Linked DNA regions of Podarcis muralis: region 1 is linked to region 2. The links are chromatin contacts, called in public Hi-C maps. All regions are on one chromosome and are shown on one strand. Each heading gives the region's core, a stretch centred on a gene start, on an enhancer-like site or on the middle of the called end of the contact. The rest is flanking DNA. Distances are from core to core; before and after follow the strand shown.

Region 1 (4,023 bases), core at 1,320-3,819, 170 kb before region 2:
GCCAGAATTGCACAAATAGTCCAGCAGTGTTACAGGAAGATTCACCAGCTCACCTGTTTTACGTTCTAGGTAGTGCTGAAACTGGAATTCTAACAGCAGCTTGCAGGGAACATTCAAATACTGCAAGGAAGAGTGGCCTGTGTTCCCCAGAATATTAATGTATCATGTTCCAGTCTAAGTCTTAGAGACATACACAGCGTCATATGTGAACTAATAGTCTTGGTGGACTGCACTGGGGACCCCATGGTTTGTTTGATCACTGATGTTCTGCCAGCATGCAAACTACTATTGGGTTGTCATTGCATACACCAGTTGGATACTGTTAACTGACCCTTTTTCAATTAACATGGAGCTATCTTTTGTTTATTTCAGCCAATTTCATTATTAGCTACCTTCTGTGGATCTGGTGAAAGTCTGTTGTCTATATTACCTGATATCCTTTTAAGTATTTTAATGGACAATCTGTGCTAAGCTCTCTCCAATGAAATCAGTGGGGCTTAACAGTGCTTAGCTTGGGCTGGTTGACGGCATTTTCTTCCTCTTCACTAAGCATAATGCTTTGCTTCTGTTTTTTCCTCATCTGAAGCTGCCTAGTCATTTTAAAAATCAATACCATTTTTGTCAGCATCTCTCACGTAATTTACCATCATACCTCTGAGGAGGTCTTATAGGGAATTAATAATGTAGTACCATTATTTTCCAGAGCACAGTCACTTAAGAACATAAGAAAAGCCTGCCATATCAGGTGAATGGCTTATCTAGTCCAGCCATCCTATTCTCACAGTGGCCAACCAGATGCCCATGTAAAACCTGCAAGCAAGACATGAGCACAAAAGCATTCTCCCCTTCTGCAACTCCCAGAAACTGGTATTGAGGCATACTGCCTCCGACAGTGAAGGCAGAATATAGCCATCGTGGCCTTATTTCTCCATAATTTTGTTTAATCCTCTTTTAAATACAGTGGTACCTCAGGTTACATATGCTTCAGGTTACATACGCTTCAGGTTACAGACTCCACTAACCCAGAAATAGTGCTTCAGGTTAAGAACTTTGCTTCAGGATGAGAACAGAAATCGTAGTCCGGTGGTGTGGCGGCAGCGGGAGGCCCCATTAGCTAAAGTGGTGCTTCAGATTAAGAACAGTTTCAGGTTAAGAACAGACCTCCGGAACGAATTAAGTACTTTACCTGAGGTACCACTGTACATTCTCATTGGTGGCACTCTCTAGCTCTTATGAGAGCTAATGCCATACTTTAACTACATGCTGTGCAAAGGTTTATTTTCTTTTGCCTGTCCTGCTTCTTCCAACCATCAGCTTTATTGGATGTCCACAAGCTCTACTATAATGAGAAGGGGACCAAACGTTTCTCTACCCATTTTCTCCACACTATTCGTAATTTTATACACCTATATCACGTCACCTTTTACCCAACTTTCCTCAAATGCTGCAACCTTTGCTGTTAGGCAAGTTGTTCCATTGCATTGATCATTTTGGTTGCCTTTTATCTGAACCTTTTCCAGCTCTGCAATATCCTTTCGAGGTGAGATGTACTCAGTATTCCAAGTGCAGTCACCGCATATGATATTGGCAGTTTTATAATCAGTTTCTTTCCTAGCATAGGATTTGCCTTTTTCACAGCTGCTGTACACTGGATCAGCATCTTCACTGAGCATATTTACTACAACCCCAAAGATGTTGCTTCTGGGAGGTTACCCCAGGAAGTCTTTGGGTATGTAGTGACCGACAAGTCTAATAAATGATTATACTGATGGTGATGTTTGTTTTCTTCCTTGGCCTCTATAGACAAGCGAGTTATAGAATGATTTGTGGGTGGGTGTTTTTTAAAAAACAAAACCCAACATTGTTGCTGTTATTACTGAGAACAATATGAATAATATGCATAGGTAAATGAGTTATTGAATTTAAAAACAGCATTGCTGTTATAACTGATAGTACCAATATGAATAGTATTCACGTGTCAAATGAAATGCACGCCGAGAACACGAGGAAATATATAACATGATGCCCCTTGCCTTTTATTTAAGTAGTTCATCGCGTTTTCCATGGCGTGCATGTCATTTGAAACGCGCGCGTGTTTGGAGGGGAATACGGTAAACCCATAAACAACGACGACACTTTTATTAACAATAGTATGCATCAGTCACAAGTTAAGCGCATCAAGGAGAAAGAGGCAGCTTCGCCCTGCAAGCGAAGAAGCACGTGGAGCTGCCAAGGGTCTCCGTGCTCGCCGCTCTCTCAGCGCCACGTGCCGGGCAGCATCTCTCCCACTCCAACCGGAGAGTTATCGCAGGGTGGCGGCGGGGTGGGGCGCTTGTTTTGCAGGCTTCCCGCCGCCCCCAGCCGCCTTTCAGCCTAAATAAAACGAACGGGACCCTTGACGCTTCTGCTCCCGTACACGGGGCGTGAGACCGCGAGGCTGCCGCCTCGCTCAGCCCTTCCCTCAGCGCAGCCCAGCCCGCGGGAACTACAACTCCCATGATGCTTCGAGGTTTCCTACCCGCTTCGGCCTCCGTGATTCCGCTTTTCCCATAAGGCACTGGGCCTGGTGACCCCCGCCAAGCCGCGAAGGTCGTGTCCAGGGAAGAGGCCGCCAGTTTCCGCTCAGGTTCCCTCCGCTGCCGGTTGTGCGTGCTCGTCCTCCCGGCGCCATGTTGGGTGTCAGCGTCCGCCGGTTCGCCACCTCGGCCATTCGCCGTTCGCATTATGAGGAGGGGCCTGGAAAGGTAAGACGGGGCAGGGGAGGTTAGGGGCTCCCCCCCCCCCCGCAATTTCCTCCTTGGGCCTGGCCGGGCCCAGGGGAGCTTCCTGGGAGGTATCTGCCCGCCATGCTGGGGTATTTGCGCCTCTTGGGGTCTCGGGGATGCTTCTTGGTTGGCGCTTGGGCTTGAGGAGGCTGGGGGGGGGGGTCCTTGAGGGAGGGGTGCTGATTCTCCTCCCTTCCATCCCAATCTCTCTAGCGAAGAGATTATTTTTCATTCGTTTTCTCGGAGGTCATATAGCAATCCGTTCCCCAGCCGTTGCTCTTCCACTAGGACCTTGCTTCGCCCTACAGCTACTTACAACAACACATTATTATTATTATTGGTATTATTTGTACCTCGCCCATTTGACTGAACCTAACCCTGAAGTACAGGGCGGGCGATTGACAGTGGCGACCTCCCCCGCCCCCCCCCCGAAAAAAAGGAAGAAAACTAAACAACTAAAGGGTGATCGCTTCAAAAAAAAAACAAACCAAAAGCTCAACAGTAACTACCCTCTAAAAAGAAAGATTAACAACTGAAAGGTGACACCCCCCCCCAAAAAAAGCTCAAAACTTTTGCTAACTTCCCTCTAAAAATCTGCACAACTGAAGGGCAATCTCCGCAAAACAAACAAAAAAAGCCCACCTTAATAAATACTGATTTCTTAATTTGGGGTTAAAAAATTTAGGAGTAATCCTATATGTGGGGGCGGAAATACAAGGAAATTTTTTCCCAGTAGGCAAAATGGCTCCATGTAGGCTATGGTCTGCAGCCTTCAGTGTATGAGGCAAATGCATTGTACAAAATGGGAGGTATGCTAGCATGGATCGAAAGCAGTGGTTCCCAGTCGGTGGTCCTCGGACCCCAGAGGGTCCGCGGTACCATTCACGTAACAAAAACTACAACAGGGATATCAAAAATTTCAAAAGTAGGGGGTCTGTGGCTTGGCTTTTGAAAAACGGGGTCTGCAGTACTTAGCTAATATGAAACCACTGGTCTAAAGGGCTACTTTAGGTGGGATTTCTGATAAAGTACCCTGGTTTCATACTGGAAATGTCTTGAAAATCTCATTGGTTTCAAAATAGCACTGCAGTTTATCACAGGGGAGAAGGCTATAGGTTGAGAAACTTCCAACAGAACGTACCACTGGTGCACCTTACTCATTAGATTGATCATAGAATTGAAGAGTTGAAAGGTACAGCAAAGTTCATTTTGCCCAACTCTCTCCCATGCAAGAATCATTTTCCTAACATGGAGCTCA
Region 2 (4,097 bases), core at 890-3,389:
TACCTCCCTGGGCTTTTGCTGCAAGAAGCATATTTCCCTTTGTTGCAATGGGAACAAAGTTGGAATGGAAAGTTGAATTATTGCTGTGGCAAGCACAGTTGCTACATTATTCTCCCAGCTATTTGCAATAATACTCTGAAAATTATTACAGAAATGTTGGGTGGTTGAGCAGCTATCAGCAGTGGAAGGGCTAATCCAACCGGCTCTTATCAGTTCTGGCTTTTGCTTCTCCTACTCTTAGGAATCCAAGAACAAGACTCCAAGGGAGGTGTCATTGTCCCCATGCAGGCTGGGTCCCACTACCTCATGTTTTTTTAAAATGCCTCCCTTGTAGGCATTCTATCTAACAAAAGTCTGGCCAGGAATAGCAAGTATATATGGCAACCCCAGTAACATGATTGAAATCTTGAAGGAAGTTTTTCCTTGTTCGCACCATCTCAGTAGCGATCCAGGTGAAAAAATTCCTTACAATGCTCATATTTGCCCCTTAATATGTGTGTCTAGAGGCAGACAGGCATTGCTATGAAGGCATGGGCATCGTGGGCATTATAAATGAAGGGTGGGAAATATGCAGCCCTCCAGATGTTACTGGACTACAATTCCAATCATACATGACCAGTGACAAGGCTGACTGGGGCTGATGGGAACTACAATACAAGAATATCTGGAGGGAGTGTTTCCCTGTGTCTAGTGTGAATAAACAATGTTAAACATTACTTGGTGACAAATAACAGTTCAGGGACTTTAGATGCAGGAGGAATGGCCCCAAAGTAGGTGGGGAAAGTTTAGGGGGAAAATGGGGAGTGGGTTGAGAAGAATGAAGTGTGTGTGTATGATACCCGGAGGTCTCGGTGGTTTACAGAACAAAATTAAAATATAAAACCACAATATATATATAATAATGATTTTTTAAAAACCAATACCCCCCCCCAAAAGAACCACATTTTAAAAGGGCATAGGATGTCAATCAAATCAACCAAATGCCTGGTTAAAAAGTGTCGTTAATCCTAAATATTTTTACAAAAATAGAGCTTAAAAACCAAAACAAATACTGCTTTCTCAAAGAGAATGCTAGAAACTCACCACCACAGATCTAGGCATCGCTGGCTTGAAAACAGAGCAGAAATCCAATAGCCTTTTTTCATAGTATTTACAAATGGTCAACTCTTCGTGCGGCTCAAGAAGAAACGGGTCAGTCTGTTGAACCTTGTGGGAGAACAAAAATTATCTTAACTCTAATCCAGTGGTTCCCAACCTTTTTTGGGCCATGCCCCACCTAAGCATCTCTCAAATCCTGATTGCCACCCTGCCCCCGTGACATATAATTCCTATTATTCAAAAAGTGAACTCCTATTCAGAGGAGGAAGCCTAAAAGGCCATTAACTGTTAATACCTCATTCTTGATTGCCCCCATAAAAATCAAATTTCCCCCCATGGGTCGTGTGCCCCACGTTGGAAACCACGGCTCTAATCAGAGCCGCCGCCACCAACATACAAAGGTTACAAGTTGTAGTCAGAATTAAAGAACCTTTTAATGAGGGTGAAAGAGAAGAGCGCAAAATATGGTCTGAAGCTCAACATCAAAAAAAAACCCGGAGATCATGGCCAGTGGGCCCATCACCTCCTGGCAAATAGAAGGGGAAGAAATGGAGGCAGTGAGAGATTTTACTTTCTTGGGCTCCATGATCACTGCAGATGGTGACAGCAGCCACAAAATTAAAAGACGCCTGCTTCTTGGGAGAAAGGCAATGACAAAAGCATCTTTAAAAGCAGGGTCACGAAGCGTCGGACATGACTAAACAACAACAAAATAACAAATACAAATCACACGCAGGAGGACTCGGCGTTTGGGCAGCCCGCGCCCTACCTTCCTATTGGCTACAGCTTTGCACCGGAACTTGCGGTTGGCGTCGGCCCGGCGCCGGACCAGCTCCTCTTCGCTGCGGAAGGTCCAGCGCCGCCGCTGCGTGCTGCTGTGGTACATGGCCGCGGCAAGGACACCGCACCCGACTGAGCCCAGGCGCCCGACTAAGCGCCGCTGAGGTAGCGACAGACGGCCGCTTCCCGCTTCCTCCGTCGGCGCCGCCGCCGCGAAACTCCCTTCCGTGATACTCCCGGCGTGCCCCGCGCCAAGGCCACCTCCGCGGCTTTTTCCCGGCATGCGCCTCTCCCTCAGAAGCGTCGGAAAGCGCTTTTTGCCCAAAGGGGTACGAGAAACTCTTGCCTCCACACTTCCGGAACCGCCATGTGCGGGGCAGGAGCGCACAAAAGAAACCCAACTTGATTTAAAACTGGGTGGCCGGGTAACTCGGGCCGTGTCTCGAAGGTTTGAAACAAGTGGATTCGAACAATTCGAACTTCAAGTCCTCTCGATTTCTGAACGTTGAGTGAACAGGCTCCTACTGTTTCTCCCATTGAAATAAATAGCTGCAACAGGCAGTGCATTCCTTGGAAGCCAAATCTGCTGTCCGAGGCGGTTGCCTCACTTTGGCTTGTCTCCAAGGGCGGGCCAGCCCTGATGGCTACATTCAGTTGAGTCCCATTACTGAGTGGCTAGTTGTTCTTAATTCTCGGGCGCAGAGCGGAGCAACGCCCCAATCGCGATAGTAAGCTGACATTTGCGCGCAGCCCCCCCCCCCCAATGGTGGCCCTTCCATTTCAGCTCTGCCATCGGCGAGGCAAGAACAAAGAGCAGCCGCTCTAAACACCTCGCCTCTGCTCCGCGCATCTTCTGTTTATTTACACCGACTTCCCAGCCCGTTCAGTTCGCAACCTGAGTATTTTGACAATTGCACCGGGTCTCTTGAGCCTCGCACTCTCCTGGGGGGGTGGTGCGTGCGCTTTACCAATAGGGGGAGGAATTATGGGAATTGTAGTTAATAAGAATGGCGAGTAGGCATTTGCTGCTGCGTCAACGACAAAGAATACCACAGAGATAGAAATGTAGAGTAACGCGCGCCGAGAACTTCCGGGTACACTCGAGAGCGGCTCATCATTTGGCCATGATTATGTGTGGGCGCAAAGCGGCGTTGCATCCCGCCTTTCGACAGTGGGGGGAAAGTAGGAGTGCCTTGTTGGAGTGCTAGTAGCGGGAGCCAGAGGGAATTTAGACAGTGTGAAAGAGGCGTGGCTCTGGGGATGCTTAGTGGGGAGAGTAAGCCCCACGTAGATCTCCGTAGGGGTTACTTTTGAGTAAACCTGCAGAGGATTGGGCTGTAATCTCTCTCTCTGGAAGGCGAGGAAAAGAACCTTCTTCCTCCTCTTTTCTCTTAGCAATTCGATCCTTGTTCGCACAGCAAAGTAAGGCAAAGAAAGAGTTGCCAGTCTTGCCCACTCTCTTTTCCAAAGACAATAAATGTTAACGCTGATTTCTCTCTCTCTCTCTCTCTCTCTCTCTCTCTCTCTCTCTCTCACACACACACACACACACACGTTTTAACTTCGTGGCGCTGCACAGCTCATTTCTATGTGCTTAATCCGAAGCAAGCTCCATTAGGTTCAAAGAGGTTTGTTGTTGTTTAGTCGTGTACAACTCTTCGTGACCCCATGGACCAGAGCACGCCAGGCACTTCTGTCTTCCACTGCCTCCCGCAGTTTGGTCAGACTCATGCTGGTAGCTTCGAGAACACTGTCCAACCATCTCGTCCTCTGTCGTCCCCTTCTCCTTGTGCCCTCCATCTTTCCCAACATCAGGGTCTTTTCCAGGGAGTCTTCTCTTCTCATGAGATGGCCAAAGTATTGGAGCCTCAGCTTCAGGATCTGTCCCTCCAGTGAGCACCCAGGGCTGATTTCCTTAAGAATGGAGAGGTTTGATCTTCTTGCAGTCCATGGGACTTTCAAGTGTCTCCTCCAGCACCATCATTCAAAAGCATCCATTCTTCGGCGATCAGCCTTCTTTATGGTCCAGCTCTCACTTTCATACATCACTACTGGGAAAACCATAGCTTTAACTATACGGACCTTTGTCAGTTTACTCCCAGGTAATTAAATATATGTTTGCAGCTGTGGTTAACCCTCCTCCGACCCTTCAAACAGATGTTGCGGTGAGCAAACACGCTAGAATCCATGCCTTAAAAAAAATATGTTGTTCTTGTTAC

The links. Hi-C and Micro-C count contacts between places; a contact is called where the count stands out from the background.
Region 1: a contact with region 2 is called in a Hi-C map of blood, with 6 times the contacts expected there. The contact joins the promoter of COX7C here to the promoter of CCNH in region 2. A contact is called at or near these places in 2 of 3 Hi-C or Micro-C datasets (blood and tail).

What each region holds. Positions count from the first base shown.
Region 1 is chr11:33,760,466-33,764,488 of rPodMur119.hap1.1, reverse strand. COX7C (cytochrome c oxidase subunit 7C) reads left to right here and starts at 2,569. Exons shown (of 3, transcript XM_028749153.2): 1 at 2,569-2,744. The coding sequence starts at 2,670.
Region 2 is chr11:33,585,826-33,589,922 of rPodMur119.hap1.1, reverse strand. CCNH (cyclin H) reads right to left here and starts at 2,139. Exons shown (of 9, transcript XM_028749318.2): 1 at 1,868-2,139; 2 at 1,084-1,206. The coding sequence starts at 1,984.